2 separate regions of the Sus scrofa genome follow, and region 1 is linked to region 2. Evidence: chromatin contacts called from public Hi-C data. All regions are on one chromosome and are shown on one strand. Each heading gives the region's core, a stretch centred on a gene start, on an enhancer-like site or on the middle of the called end of the contact. The rest is flanking DNA. Distances are from core to core; before and after follow the strand shown. Region 1 overlaps TRERF1 (transcriptional-regulating factor 1). Region 2 holds the start of TOMM6 (mitochondrial import receptor subunit TOM6 homolog).

The links. A called contact is a pair of places that touch in the nucleus more often than the background predicts.
Region 1: a Hi-C map of retroperitoneal adipose tissue shows a contact between it and region 2, with 1.6 times the contacts expected there. The contact joins the enhancer-like site here to the promoter of TOMM6 in region 2. A contact is called at or near these places in 3 of 47 Hi-C or Micro-C datasets (brain, mesenteric adipose tissue and retroperitoneal adipose tissue) and 1 of 2 datasets of contacts at active chromatin or transcription factors (alveolar macrophages).

The regions. Positions count from the first base shown.
Region 1 is chr7:37,334,842-37,341,678 of Sscrofa11.1, reverse strand. It overlaps TRERF1 (transcriptional-regulating factor 1), which reads left to right. Exons shown (of 18, transcript XM_013977938.2): 17 at 1-73; 18 at 4,272-6,837. The coding sequence ends at 4,596. Among named protein-coding and RNA genes, the nearest start is that of MRPS10, 9.0 kb to the right of the region's middle. Within about 2 kb of position 1,613, at least 18 of the 83 cell types and tissues checked have an H3K27ac peak or open chromatin away from gene starts, as enhancers often do. A contact at or near this core is called in alveolar macrophages and retroperitoneal adipose tissue, where this site is marked.
Region 2 is chr7:36,972,934-36,979,749 of Sscrofa11.1, reverse strand. TOMM6 (mitochondrial import receptor subunit TOM6 homolog) reads right to left here and starts at 3,272. Exons shown (of 1, transcript XM_013977927.1): 1 at 2,872-3,272. The coding sequence starts at 3,003. The coding sequence ends at 2,872. PRICKLE4 (prickle-like protein 4) reads right to left here. Exons shown (of 8, transcript XM_021098686.1): 2 at 6,393-6,500; 3 at 5,601-5,738; 4 at 5,138-5,341; 5 at 4,402-4,606; 6 at 2,876-3,941; 7 at 2,026-2,130; 8 at 1,462-1,787. The coding sequence ends at 3,568. It overlaps USP49 (ubiquitin carboxyl-terminal hydrolase 49), which reads left to right. Exons shown (of 8, transcript XM_021098683.1): 8 at 1-1,459.

The DNA of each region.
Region 1 (6,837 bases), core at 364-2,863, 360 kb before region 2:
GCTCGCCCTCCCACAGCACCACCAGTGGCGAGACAGACCCCACCACCATCTTCCCCTGCAAGGAGTGTGGCAAGTGAGTAGAACTGGACCAGAGACTGAGTCTAAGTGTGTGATGAATAATGGCTCTGTGGGTGCTGGACCGAAATGTGCTGAGGTGTCACCAGGGTAAAAAAGAACCCAGGGAGTTTCCGTTGTGGCTCGGTGGTTTAAGAACCCGACTAGTACCCATGAGGATGCGGGTTGATCCCTGGCCTCCCTCAGTGGGTTAAGATTCCGGCATTGCTGTGAGCAGTGGTGTAGGTCAGCAGCTGCAGCTCTGACTCAGTCCCTAGCCTGGGAACTTCCATATGGAGCAAGTGCATCCCTAAAAGACAAGGGAAAAAAAAAAAGACTCTCCAGATTTTTCCATATACCATCCTTGGGAGTCTACATATCGCCTCATGGTAGGTGGACCTTGCCTTTGACTCAGAGTACAGTTATTCTGATGTCCTGAAGCTTCGTAAGGATGGACATCGTCAGAGAGCAAATCTCTACTGACACAATGACACCCTTTTCCAGAAATGGTAGATGGGACTCTGACTCCCATTTCTTCCTTCACACCCAAACCATAGTCACTAGTGCTGCTGTCTTTGCATCCCTGCTGAGTGATTGGCTCTAAAGCACTTAATCAGGAGCTCTCTGTGGCAGAAATGGCTTTCTTAGCAATACTGCTCATTCCTGCACCCAGGGCAGGCATTACCAATCAATTGCTACACTCTTTGCTCTCACATTAAGATGAGACTCAAATCCTTTCCAAGCCATCAAATCCTAATGCTTCAAGCTGGCACAACCAACTGATCAGAGTTGACTTGCGAGATAAAAGCTATTGGTCATCTCTGCCCATTTAAGTATAATATAAAGCAACAAAAAGAGGAAAACTGTCAGTAGGTAGTAATAAAAATACCTCATGCTGACGTTTACTGAGCACTTAATTTTATTCCATGCTTTATGCACATGAGCCCCTCTCAGAATCCACACACAGAAACTGCATGGGATGCAGATGCTGCTTTATCCTTGTTTTACAAATAAGGATTAAACATTAGGTAAAATGACTTGCCCCAGGTCATACCCCCAGTAAGAGCAGAGCTGAGGTTTGAACCTATGTGTGTTGAGAAACAGAGCCTGGGCTTCTGACCACTGTTCCATCCTGTTGGTTTGCTTTGTTTATTTTATCAGTGATGGTCGGTTGCCCACAGATCCCTCCCACAGCATCCTGTGTAGAATTCCAGTTTCCTTCTCAGTGAGTGTGCCGCCTAGAGAGGCTGTCATCGGTGACTTCCTTTGGGAGCCTTTTGCTCCGTTTCTCCTCCCATAATGGCCAGTGCCGTAAACGTGCAGTGTTCACCTGAGAGATACCCCCGGGTAGCTGCTGAAACTCGACCAAGAGAACATTCTTGGCTGTAAGAATGCGGCCACCTTGGACCTCCGTTTATAATATTCATTCTAATGGAACAGTTCAGGCACTTTTGAGGCGTTTTGATAGTTGCTGCCTTTTATCAGTTCCTCAGTATTTGCCTGGCACGGTTTTAAAGGCTATCACGTGGGGAGTTCCTGTTGTGGTGCAGCGGAAACGAATGTGACTAATATTCTTGAGGTTGCGGGTCCTATCCCTGGCCTCGCTCTGGGTCAGGGATCCGGCGTCACTGTGAACTGCGATGTAGGTCGCAGACGCGGATCGGATCCCACATGGCTGTGGCTGTGGTGTAGGCCAGCAGCTGCAGCTCTGACTTGACCCCTAGCCTGGGAACCTCCATCTGCTGTGGGTGATATTTCATGTATTGATGAATTTGACAGGCCCCAAGAGGTCGGTACTCTTATTAGCCTTAGGTCGGTGGCACCTGCCACAGTGAATTGAAACTAGCAGCTCTCCTTCCCTCTGTGAAACAGAGATGGGGAGACTGACTTAAGTGTGGGCCCCCTCCTCTGAGCTCTGACGTCCTTCAGACCCACATGTCCTCTTCATGTCACCGAGAAATAAGTGAGCCCCCGGATTGCTCATGAGGCTTATTTCCTAGAAATAATGCAACTCCCTCAGGCTGACTCCATCTGTTTGCCCTGGGGTAGAAGAGCTGGGGGCCTGGAGTCTCCCCAGTTTCTTCTGGGAGGAAAGAAACCTTCCACCCCCTCACCTCTAATAGGCTACAACTCCTTCCTCCACTAGGTGGCAACAAAGAACATTTTGACAACTGAAAAACATAGGTTATTTCCAGCTCTCAGGCTCTCCATTAAATGTTTTTCTTGTCTTATTTTTATGTTGCTTAGGACCTTTTTCTCCCATAACTCCAGTTAAGATTTTATGGAAAATAGGAATGCTTTCTCTGGTTTTCCAGACTCGGAATAACACTAGGCAGATGTTTGCAGAATGCTTCTTTTAGCTGCTGAAATCGTGTTCATTCCAGTTAACAGTTTTCAGTTATGTCCAGGGGTGACGCATCAACTCTAAGACATGGGTCTTAGAAACGGGTTTTTGTTTTTTTTTTTTCTCCTTTGTGAGCTCAGGAATGATGAATTATGTCACCCTCCCTCTCCAAAAGCAGGCAGTCTCACAGCTGGACAAACTTTCTCTGAAAAAGGTCCAGATCAAAATATTTTAGGTTTTGCATGTCTGTCTCTGTCACAGCTATTTTAATTTTGCTATTTTAATGCAGAAGCAGCCGCAGATGATCCAGAAACAAATAGACATGGCTGTGTTCTGGTAGGACTTTATTTACAAAGAAGAGGCAGGGGTATTTACAAAGAAGAAGCAGGGGGCTGGATTGGGCCCAATGACCATGGTCAGCAGGCTCCTCATCCCCGGGTTTCTCAGCCTCGGAACTGACATTTCGGGGGCTGTTGATTCCTTGTTTGGGGAGGAGGGCCTGCCTCCTGTGTTTTAGGGTGTTTCACAGCATCCCTGGCATCTACCTGCTCGATGCCAGAAGCACCACCCCCATCCCTAGATGTTGCCAGCTATTCCCTGGGAGACAGAGTCACCCCCAGCTGAGAACCACCGTTTCCTTCAAAAGCAAACAGGAGGAGGAGTTCCCGACGTGGCTCAGTTGTTAACGAGCCCAACTAGTGTCCATGTATCCATGAGTACACGGGTTCGATCCCTGGCCTTGCTCAGCGGGTTATGGATCCAGCGTTGCCGTGAGCTGTGCTGTAGGTCACAGATGCAGCTTGGATCCCACGTTGCTGTGGCTGTGGTGTAGGCTGGCGGCTACAGCTCCGATTTGACCCCTAGCCTGGGAACCTCCATATGCTGTGGGTATGGGCCCAAAAAGACAAAAAAGAAAAAAAAAAAGGAAATTACGATATAGCATGGCCAAGACAAGAAGAGGGTCTTGGGGGGAAGAGGAGTGGTGGATGCAGCTCAGAAGTCAAGTACTGCCTAGACAGAGGAGGGCCACTGGACTTGGCCTCACGGTTCCTAGCGCTCTTGAGCGCTTGGGCTGAAGCAGAGGGTGGACAGTCCAGTTGGAGCGGGTGGAGGAAAGAGGAGCTGTGCCGAGTGTGTGTAGGCAGATCCTCAAGAATTTTGATTGGAAGAACAGGGACAGGAGGCCAGAGGCTGCAGGGGAGTTGTTTTATGATGGAAACCACCAGAGTTCGGCAGCATGATTTGACGATGCTAGGGAAGGTCAAGAGGAGAGAGAAAGGGGGACGATAAGGAGAAAGGTGTGCCCCAGGCCCCAGAGGGACAGGAGGCTTTGAGAATTCATCCTCTGTGGGCACAGGGAGAAAGCCTGCCACACCATAGTTGGGGTCCTGTCCTCATCCCCTTTCCTTGCAATGCTTGAAGGGACGTGCCAGGTCGCAGGGGGAGGAGGTCTTATGGGCTCAGAAGATGAGGACCCTGTCAGAGCCACCCCAAACCAGACATCAGATCATGTACCCGCTACTCCCCTATAGGACACACGGGTTTCCAAGAACTCAGATCCTGAGTTTCCTGGCTCAGTGGACACAAATCCAGCTAGGATCCATGAGGACTGGGGTTCAGTCCCTGGCCTCATTCAGTGGGTTAAGGATCCAGTGTTGCCGTGAGCTGTGGTGTAGTTTACAGACGCAGCTCAGATCTCATGTTGCTGTGGTTGTGGCTGTGGTGCAGGCCGGCAGCTGCAGCACAGATTCGACCCCTAGCCTGAGAACCTCCATAAGCTGCAGGTGCAGCCCTAAAAAGAAAACAAAACAAACAAAAAAAAAAAACCCTCAGGTCCTCTTAAATTTCACATGCTGCTGCTTTTCGTTTTTAGAGTCTTCTTCAAGATCAAAAGCCGAAATGCGCACATGAAAACGCACAGGCAGCAGGAGGAACAGCAGAGGCAGAAGGCCCAGAAGGCGGCCTTTGCGGCCGAGATGGCAGCCACGATAGAGAGAACTACGGGGCCGGTGGGGCCGCCGGGGCTGCTGCCCCTGGACCAGCTGAGTCTGATCAAACCCATCAAGGACGTGGACATCCTCGATGACGACGTCGTCCAGCAGTTAGGGGGCGTCATGGAAGAGGCCGAGGTTGTGGACACCGGCCTCCTCTTGGACGATCAAGATTCAGTGTTGCTTCAGGGCGACACGGAACTCTAAAGCCCCGTGTGTCGCCTAGAGACCGAGAAAACCCCCGGCCTCCATCTTCATTCGTCAGGAAACCGGACTGCCTGCTCCGTTTTGTACCCATCTTAAACTACCTGTTTAAAAAGTGGTCGTGCTTTTCAGGTTTAGGGGGAAAAAATCATTTATTTAAAAAAATTGTTTTGGGGGTTGGGGGGAATAAATAATTGGCACAATTCTACTTTAAGAGGTGTTTCATCTGGGCTGCATTCCCATGAACTCATTCTTGGCTGGGAATGAACCTGACACTCAAGTTCTTTTGCTTTCAGTGATCAACCGTCCTGGTTGTCTTTTATCCCAAAGCTTGCGGTGAGTGAGTGAGTGAATATGTGTGTGTGTGTGTGTGTGTGTGCGTGTGTGCGCCCTCCCACCCGTGTGTGTAAAGCAGGCTACCCTCTTCGAGCTGGGGTCTTGGGCCATCCTTTCCCACCGAGAGTCATTTTTTGTTCTAACCTCATTTCCGCAGTTTGCAATGAACTTGGCGTCTTTGCCAGGAGACCACGCTAGCACGTAGCTATCCAGTGAGCAAAGCCAGCCCTCGTGTCCCACGACTTTTCTGCTAGCACACACGTCATTGGAAGAGTTGACCAAATGTGAAAATAATTTTGCTCCCTGCCTTGCCTGTCACTCAGCCTGTTTCTAAAAACTGAGTCCTGTATCTTTTCAGGCTTTCACTCCCTGGCAGTGATTTACTAAGAAGGAGGTTCGTGGAGCAAGTATGCCCTCTGCCCTGGTCCCTGAGGACTGGTTGACTGCTTCGTGGGTTGTTTTGGCCTGAGCCGACTGGAAATCCATCTGGAGGAAAATAACCCCAACTATCAAGTTGCCAGGGCTGTTTTTAGGGAGGATGGTCGAGGGGCACAGATTGAAGTACTTAGAGTGCCAAGAAGTCTTCTTTTGCCCCAAAACTAGATCAGAGGAACTGATTCTTTTTTTGCCACGCTGTTGTGGTCAGTGGAATTCTGAAATTACTCTGTGCCACTTGCAAGTACTGTGAAACGTCACTCACTGGGATTTTGCTATCATTCACCTGTGCGAAGTTTACCTTGACGCTGACTCTGAGGAGAAGGGTTTTCTAACAAATCCGATGACAGATGCAAGGGAAATAGCATTAAAGGCCAGCAAAAAAACGGTTTCAGATACCACCGTAGATCCAAGGTCTGATTCAAACAATGAATGTATTCATTAACGTCATGTACCAAAGCACTTCTAGAATCTTCCAAGCTACGTAAGTCTGCTCTGCCTCCTCCTGTCTCTGCAGGCAGGGTTGCTGTTTGTACTTGAAGGTGATAAACTTGTAATCCTTCCAGAAGGGCTTTCAGCTCCGGCTTTGGGGCGGTTAGACAGCTCCACAGCCACGCTTAGGGCAAACCAGCGTGCTCCTTCAGGCCAGGGTGCAGCCCCAGCTCAGAGCCCACGCTGCTGGCTGGTGGCTTCCGGAACTGGGGGCTTTCAGGCCTGCCCCTGCCCTGGGGAGGCTGATGCTGATGTAGTGTGGCCGTTCTGCCAGGGCACTTTGCTGGCACGTGAATAGCTTGACGTTAGGATGTCAGCGGAAGCATGAGCATAGGACCCAAGTATCCTTTAAGTTATCCCTGCAAATGCATTTAGTGCACATGCTCCAGCCACAGTGGCCCCAGGCAGGCAGTTTCCTCTGAATCTCAGGAAAGCCACGGACAGAAGATAAATATCAAGGTTCTTTCCCATTCCATCATTCTGTCTTTCAGAAACGAGGTCGTGAAGGTATCCTTTGTCTTTTTTTTTTTTTTTTTTTTTTTTTTTTTTAAGGGGAAAAACATACTGTTCCACTTGCTGCCGTTTCTGATGCGTTATCCCAGCCTATGTTTTGAGCTCAGAACCGTCTGAGCAGGGCATCAGCTTTGCCGCAGAGCCGTTCCAGAACCATTCCAAGTAATACCGGCTGATCCTCTCTGTCCCAGTGGACCTCCTCCCCCGCTTGTGGGTGCCTGAGAATGATTCTGGAATGGTTCTGTTCTTGGGTCTGTGAAAGCTTATCTAGCAGAGGAGCGAACACCCAGAAAAATGTTTATAAAGCACATGTACTCGTTCTGTTTGGAGACTTGCCCGGCTGTTCCAGTTGAAAACATGAAAAATAAACTGAGTTGCCAAGCAAAAATATAATGCACAATGTAATTCTGATTTTCCGTGCAGTATAGCGTTAAGCTTTTTTTTTACTTGAAATAACCAAAGAACTCC
Region 2 (6,816 bases), core at 2,023-4,522:
ATCACGTTCAGGAATTAAGCCAGTTTTAATGAAACTTTACCTTACCAGCTTTATGGCTTTATAAACCAACCAATAGTTATTTGAAGCTAAAACATTAAATTTTGAGTGAAATTTGAATTAGGCTTTTAGAAACTGCCATGACTTTAATTTTGGCCAGATCTCCATTTTTAGCTTTGAAAATATTTATCAAATAGAACTATTCCTGATGATGAGCAAATCAGGTAGCAGACTTCAAGGATGTAAGTTTTATTCCTATAAAGAACAGGAGGTGCTGGTATTTCTAGGCTCAGCTGTGGTCTGATGCAGGCTGAAGAGGCTTAGTGTCTATGTTATGGCTTAAGAGTAGCCTTCCTGGTCACCATTTGGCAGGTGATGGCCTCAAACGTAAGCTTTGCTTCATTTATGTTACCTTTCCTCATCTCAACAATCCAGTAGGATCTAAACCTGTCAAAGCATCTGTGGTCCCCACATAGACTCTTAAAACAATCCTGCCTTCGTGTTAAGCCAGCCACTGGCCTAAATTCACATAAGCTCAAACACCTTCCTCCTAACAGATGGGACCTGATTAGTGCTAAGAGAATGGTGCTTTTTTTTTAACACGTAAAAATAATTGAATGCTCTAACAGCTTTCTTAACCAGATTTATGCCGGCAGGGTCAAAAAGGACTATTTTATCCTAACTACCTTTAACAAACAGATTGCTAGAGAAAACATCTGTCAACTGTAACAATAAGGCCTCTGTGGTGCATTTATACTGACCTTCCTTTCCAATTCATGTCCTTTAATCCCACACCAGTTCCATAGGAGACTTGGCACAGAAAGGCAGTGTGTATTTTTTAAATACCTAGTAGAGCAAATCAACTAGAAGAAATTGCCAAGGGGAGCCTATCTCAATGTCCACACTCTTCTAAGCCTACATGATTCTTTCCATGCCAGCTCCGTACATATACCATTTCCAAAGAAGCCCAAACTACTGGACAGTGGCACTACCACTGTAGGGTCAAAAAACATCTATTTCCTTGTGAAAGAAGCAGCTTCCTCAAGCAGTGTCACTTCAGTGTCCACTGCCCAGGCTTACTCACACTTTGCCTCCACCTGCACATCACTGCCCTCATACCCCACTGTATTACAGCCACAATGCCTCCCTGGTGCCTGGAGAACCCACCTGGTGCACTAAAATGCTATGCAACACCAAAATGGCTTCTTCCCTTAGCACTGCTCAAAAATGGAAATTCCTCAATGATAAGCTTCATCCTATGTTAACATCAGTGTATGGTGGCTACAGTTTGTTTCTTTTTTTCTTTTAATATGAAGCAAACCACCTCTGTTACAATTCATGTTTGGGACTTGTTCCTGTCTCAGTGTGAAATAGAAATCATGTTTTTATGATTTTTGTAAATCTTGACTTTTTACACCTTGTTTTTGTAAGCCGAAGTTTCTTATTAAAAGAATAAAATGGCTGTCTTTGTGTAGAGTCTTTATTTCAAATATTTGTTAAAATACCATTAGATTATTCCTCAGGACAAGAGCAAAGATAAGCCCCTGCAGAAACTTAGGAACTATGTACAGAACTTTACAGAACAGAGAAGAACACTTTAGCTGAGGCCTGCCTGCTGACCAGAGGAGGGTGTTCTGAGTGGACTCAGCAAAGAAAAGGAAATCAAGCAGGGAAGGAAGGCTGCCCATCTGAATCAAACGTCAGCTGCCATCAGGGCAAGTCTTGTGATGGTCACAGATGGGATGCTCTGTTTTTGGAAGGTTGGAGGACAGCACAGGGGTTCCATGTGTCTGCAATCAGACAACAGGTGGCATTAGAAATGTAAAATCACTGGAGGGAAACTGGTAATTGACTCAAAAACCTTGCAACATCTGGAAACACATTTAACCAGGAATAGCCAAGAGTTGGTTTTACATCCAGTCTCTCTCCTATTAACCATTAAACTGTTGTGTGAATGGCTGATATAAATTATATCTTCTCCCAGCCTACAGGATGCCTAAAACAAGTGGAACAGTGGTTAGTGCTTACCTTTATGGCTAAACCCCTGGCTGAGGTGCCATCAGGTCAATGTCACTCAAATTCCTGGCCAGCCAAACGCCTGCAGCAAAGAGCCCCAAATTGAGGATCAAGTTCCTGGAAAGAGAATGCATTCCATGGAATTCCCGTCGTAGCTCAGAGGAAACGAATCTGACTCGTAACCGTGAAGACACAGGTTCAATCTCTGGCCTCGCTCAGTGGGTTAAGGATCCGGCTTTGCCGTGAGCTGTAGTGTCGGCGGCAGACGCAGCTCGGATCCTGCACCGCTGTGGCTGTGGTGTAGGCCAGCGGCTACAGCTCCATTTCGACCCCTAGCCTGGAAACCTCCATATGCCGCAGATGCGGCACTTAAAAAAGAAAAAAAAAAAATGCATCCCATTAACCCTGTGGTCCCTGAGTCAAGTGTCTTCGGTTAATGAAAGACACTGAGGGAAAAGGCTTCCCATCATCACCCTAGAAAAACCTCCCCGAGGCAAAAACATTGCTTAAAATCGCAGAAGCGTTGATCATTCCGTAATAGGTTGCCCAAGACCCACGTGGTTATTTAGGGCGCGTTTCCATATCTAATAACAGCAGAGTCAAGTGCAAAGCAGCCTTTCAGGGTCGAAAAGCCTGTTTTACGTGTTGGTGTCTCCTCTCCCTGGGTCCCTGTGGTCAGGGTGAGAGTCTCTAGACAGAGCCCGCGACTGAAAAGAGCGCTCTGGCCGGGCGGAACTCTCCCAGTCAAAGGCCTCGGCAAAGCACACCCAGAGCCACGAAGAGATCAAGATGTTGGCAGTGTAAAAAATCGGGAGGGTCTAGCCTCGGCGAAGAAGGGACCCAGCTCCCGCGCCTCGGTTACCTCCGGAAGTCATTCCTATCGGTAGCAAAGCGGTAGACGCCCCGAAGCCAATCTCCCACGTTGTCTGGAATTTCGGGAGCTTCATTTGACGAGCCCGCAGGGTTCACGCCAACCCCAGTGGAAGTCATGGCAGCACCTCCGAACTCTGCGAGGCCTCTCTCTACCCACCGTGCCGGCGCCGGCGGATCACGCAATTTCCGGTCTTGCACTTCCGCCGGCTACCAGCAGGCAGAGGGCGCCGCTGCTGCAGCTCGACCCGACTCCGGGAGGGAGGGAGAACTCCAAGCTCTGCGGGAAGCGAAGCGCCGCCCAGCTCCAACCTCCCCTGGTCGGGTTCCACCTCCAGCTCCCTCTTGGCTTTCGCCCACCCGTCATCATCACTAGTGGTCTCTTGAGTGATCACTTCATTGGCTCAGGAGGAGGATGAGGGGGATGGGGCTGCCCAGCCTGTTGGGGTCGGATAGGGGCTCTCTTAGAGGGGATGCGTAGCTTTGGGGAATGGGGTTCCACAAGAGTCTCCACGAAAAGTGTGCGGGCTGAAAGGAAGCACTCCGAATTTATCATCTCGCCGCCTCTCCCAGCCACGGCCCTGATAACGTTCAGTCTAGGATTTTTATATTGGGGGGGGGAACCTCGCTCTCTTGCCCTACAGTTCACCCTCCCACCAGCCCCTCATTCTCCGGGTTGCGCTACTAGCAAATGGTGCAATGCTTCCTGGAGGTGTCGCTGTCCCCAGCTTGGAGACTTCTGGGGGTCTCCCAGGGCCGGGGAAGCCGCTGGCCTAAGAAAAATCCTTCGGGTTCCGATTCAGAGGAAGAGGAGCAGGTGGGGCAGGGAGCGTCCTCCTTGGGATCAAGAGGAGTCTCCAGGAGGCTCTGCTCTTGCCCTTTGGGTGCCTCCGCTTTGTTCCCAGCTTGACACTCCTGCTCCGGACTGGATCCAAGCATCTCCGTCTGGGTTTCCACACTAGAGTTGTCGCCAGTGGCGAGAAGGGCTGCCCGGGAGATGGACGCAGACTTCCGCAGGTAGCTGTCGGGGTCTTCACCTCTGCCGAGCTCCGCCTCTCCTGTGCCAGGCCGGGTCAGAAACACCCGCCTCAGAGCCTCTAGTCTTCTCTGCAGGATCCGGGCGGCCAGTCCCCGTCGGGGCCCAGCCTCCCGCCCCGCCCCTGGGCCGTGCGCGCCGCCGCCGCAAGTCCTCTCCCGGCTCCCGCCCCACCCCGCCTCCGCCCACCAGAGGGCAGCCGCGGCCCCAGCTCCGGAGCGAGTCCCGAGCCGCAGCCCCAACCGCGGCGCGGGGAGGGTTCGGGAGGCCCTTGGAGCGCTCCGGCCAGGGAGGCGCGGTGAGAGCTGCGGGCCCCGAGGCTCGGGTCTGGGGTGCGGTGGGGACGACGGGGGCGCTACTGGAGGGACGGGACGGCGTGGGACCGGGGTGAGGGTCCCAGCCCGGGAGAACGCCCCCCCTCAGCCCAGCCCAAGCCGCTGCCCCCTTCCCCTTTGATCTATCTGCTCCTTCTCCTCCCTTACCCAGGGACGCCCTGCCTTCCTGGGTTCCAGCCGGCCTCGAGCCGGCATCTGAATAGCGACTCTCAAAGCAGCTGGGGCAGCAGGGGTCACCCCCCGGCAGGGCATAAAGTCCCCCGCCCAAGGGCCCGGCGCAGTCCTGGCAGCAGAAGTGGTTCTCGTGCCAGCGCCGTCCTTCGGCCTCGGTGCAACGCCGGGAGAAGATCAGCTGGGAGAGGGAGAGGGGAACGGCTCATTCATTCATTCACTCATTCATCCATCCGATAACCACGCCTTATGCCCAGTTAACGCTAAGCACGTCTACAGACATTCCCATCTGATCTACTCAGCCACTCTCGGATGCGGGGAGGGCTAATTGGCTTAGCCAGGATCCCCCAGCTAGCAAGTGGCACAGTCTGAAGAAGTACGACCCGGGTCGCCTGGATGCCCAACCCAGGGTTCTGTGCTGCCTCTTGTGCCAACGTTACAGCAGTTCCTCGCAGGAGCAGGCACAGCACTGGGCACCCGGCTTACTGAGATGAACGTCTGTCCAGGAGTCCCTGCTCTGGAGAAATTCTAGTTCAAGAAAATCTGGGGGTCTTTGCTTGTGGTGGGGGAGGGCACAAAGGCAACAATACAACTAGAACTGGCTCCTAGTTCTCTGTACCTTACTATGTGGTACTGGAAGAGGTGTCTCATTACATCCTGAATCGCTGGACCCTGGGCAAAACCCCTCCAGCCCCTCCCCTAGACACTGTACCTGGTCACAAGCCGGGCACCGAGGCCGCAGCAGCTCCGCATGATGACGGCCGCAGTAGAGATGCCCATCGTGGTAGAAGTAGATGAGGTTTATCAGGGCCTGGCCACAGGCCTGGCAGGCGAAGCAAGCCGGGTGCCAGCAGCACTGCTCTCCTGCCCTGGCTGCGAACACTCCATACTCCCCTGGCCTCAGCGGCTCCCTGCACTGCGGGGCCAGGGTGCTGGGCTGGTCAGAGGCTGCCCCACCCTCCTACCTCCCCTCCTGATTCTTCCATCCCAACCCTAACCTAACTGCAAGCCCACCTCCACTGCAGGCTCCACCAAGAACCCCTAAATTTGGTTTCCCTTTTTCCTAACGATTGCCCAACTGTCAATCCCCACCCCAAACCAGAGTCCCTCCAGCCCCGTCTTCGGAAGTGGGAGGGCAAAGAGAAGGAAGGAGAATACGGGGAGGTGCTACATACCTTTTCACAGGTGCATTCTTCAAGCTTGGGAGGTACCAGGCGGGCCACCCCCTGTCCCAGGGCCTCCCTCCTCCGCCAGGCACAGAAGAGCCTCAGTTCGGCCAGCTCCTCCTCCTCAAGGGTCAGGCAATATCGCTCCTACAGAAACAGGCATCCACTGTGACCTGGGGAGCCCCAGCAGGCAAGACTGAAGTTTGATGGGAGAGAGGAGGTGTAGCCACTGGGTCAAAGGATGGTTGTAAAACCTCAGGGAGGTGCAGGAGGTAAGGGCGCAGGAGGGTGTCGACAAAGAGAGAGGAAGAGAGAACTGGTCATCCCCCACTTCTGACAGCCCCGCAGCACTTAACCCTATCACTCGGCTTCAGGTGATATCATGGCTTCGGGCTCCCAGTGATCTGTAGCTCAGTATCACTTCCCACTGTATTTCCCCTACTTACACCATATGCTCCTGCCTTGCCTCCTCCATAGAACTGTAGGCCTTTAGGCTGGGCACCCCCAGGGCCTCAATAAATACTTAACAACCATGCTCTCCTCATTTGCACATTCCATTCTCGGTTTCAAAAGCTGTTCATGTCCATTTTCCCATTTGCTCTTCAACTAAGCATTGTGGTGGGCAGAGCAGAGGCTATCACACCCATTGTGTAGATGTAAAAGCTCAGGCTTTCAGGCTCCCAACTAGCGGCACAGCTAGGCCTGAAATCCATGGCCCCTGACTTCTGGACCAGACTTCTCCCCACATTAAGTAGAGAGTAGGGAGGCAAGAGAGGGAAGCTGGAGAGAGGGAGAACCCACATCGCTGTCCTGTGGAGGGAGCTGCTGCAGGAGGGTCCGGAGCCCAGGCCAGCTGGGGGTTTGGCTGGTGTCCAGGTCAGGGTGCCCCAAATGCAGAATTTCAGGATCCTAAGGAAACGCAGCAAAAGGAGAGAAGTAGAGCTAGGTTTTACCTCCCTTCCCCTCCCCTTCTTTCCTCCCCTCTTCATGGCCACCTCTTCTCCAATCTAGGACAATTTCCAAACACCTGTCTGTCCCCCTCCCCTCCCATTTGGAGGTTCCTCCTTCAAGATCAAAGGGACAGCTGATCCACTGCCATGTTTGTGGTCCAACTGAGGCAGGCTGGGAAGGGCACACCCCAAAACAGTTTCCTTTTTTTTTTTTTTTCGGTCTTTTCAGGGCCGTACCTATGGCATATGGAAGTTCCCAGACCAGGGGCTGAATC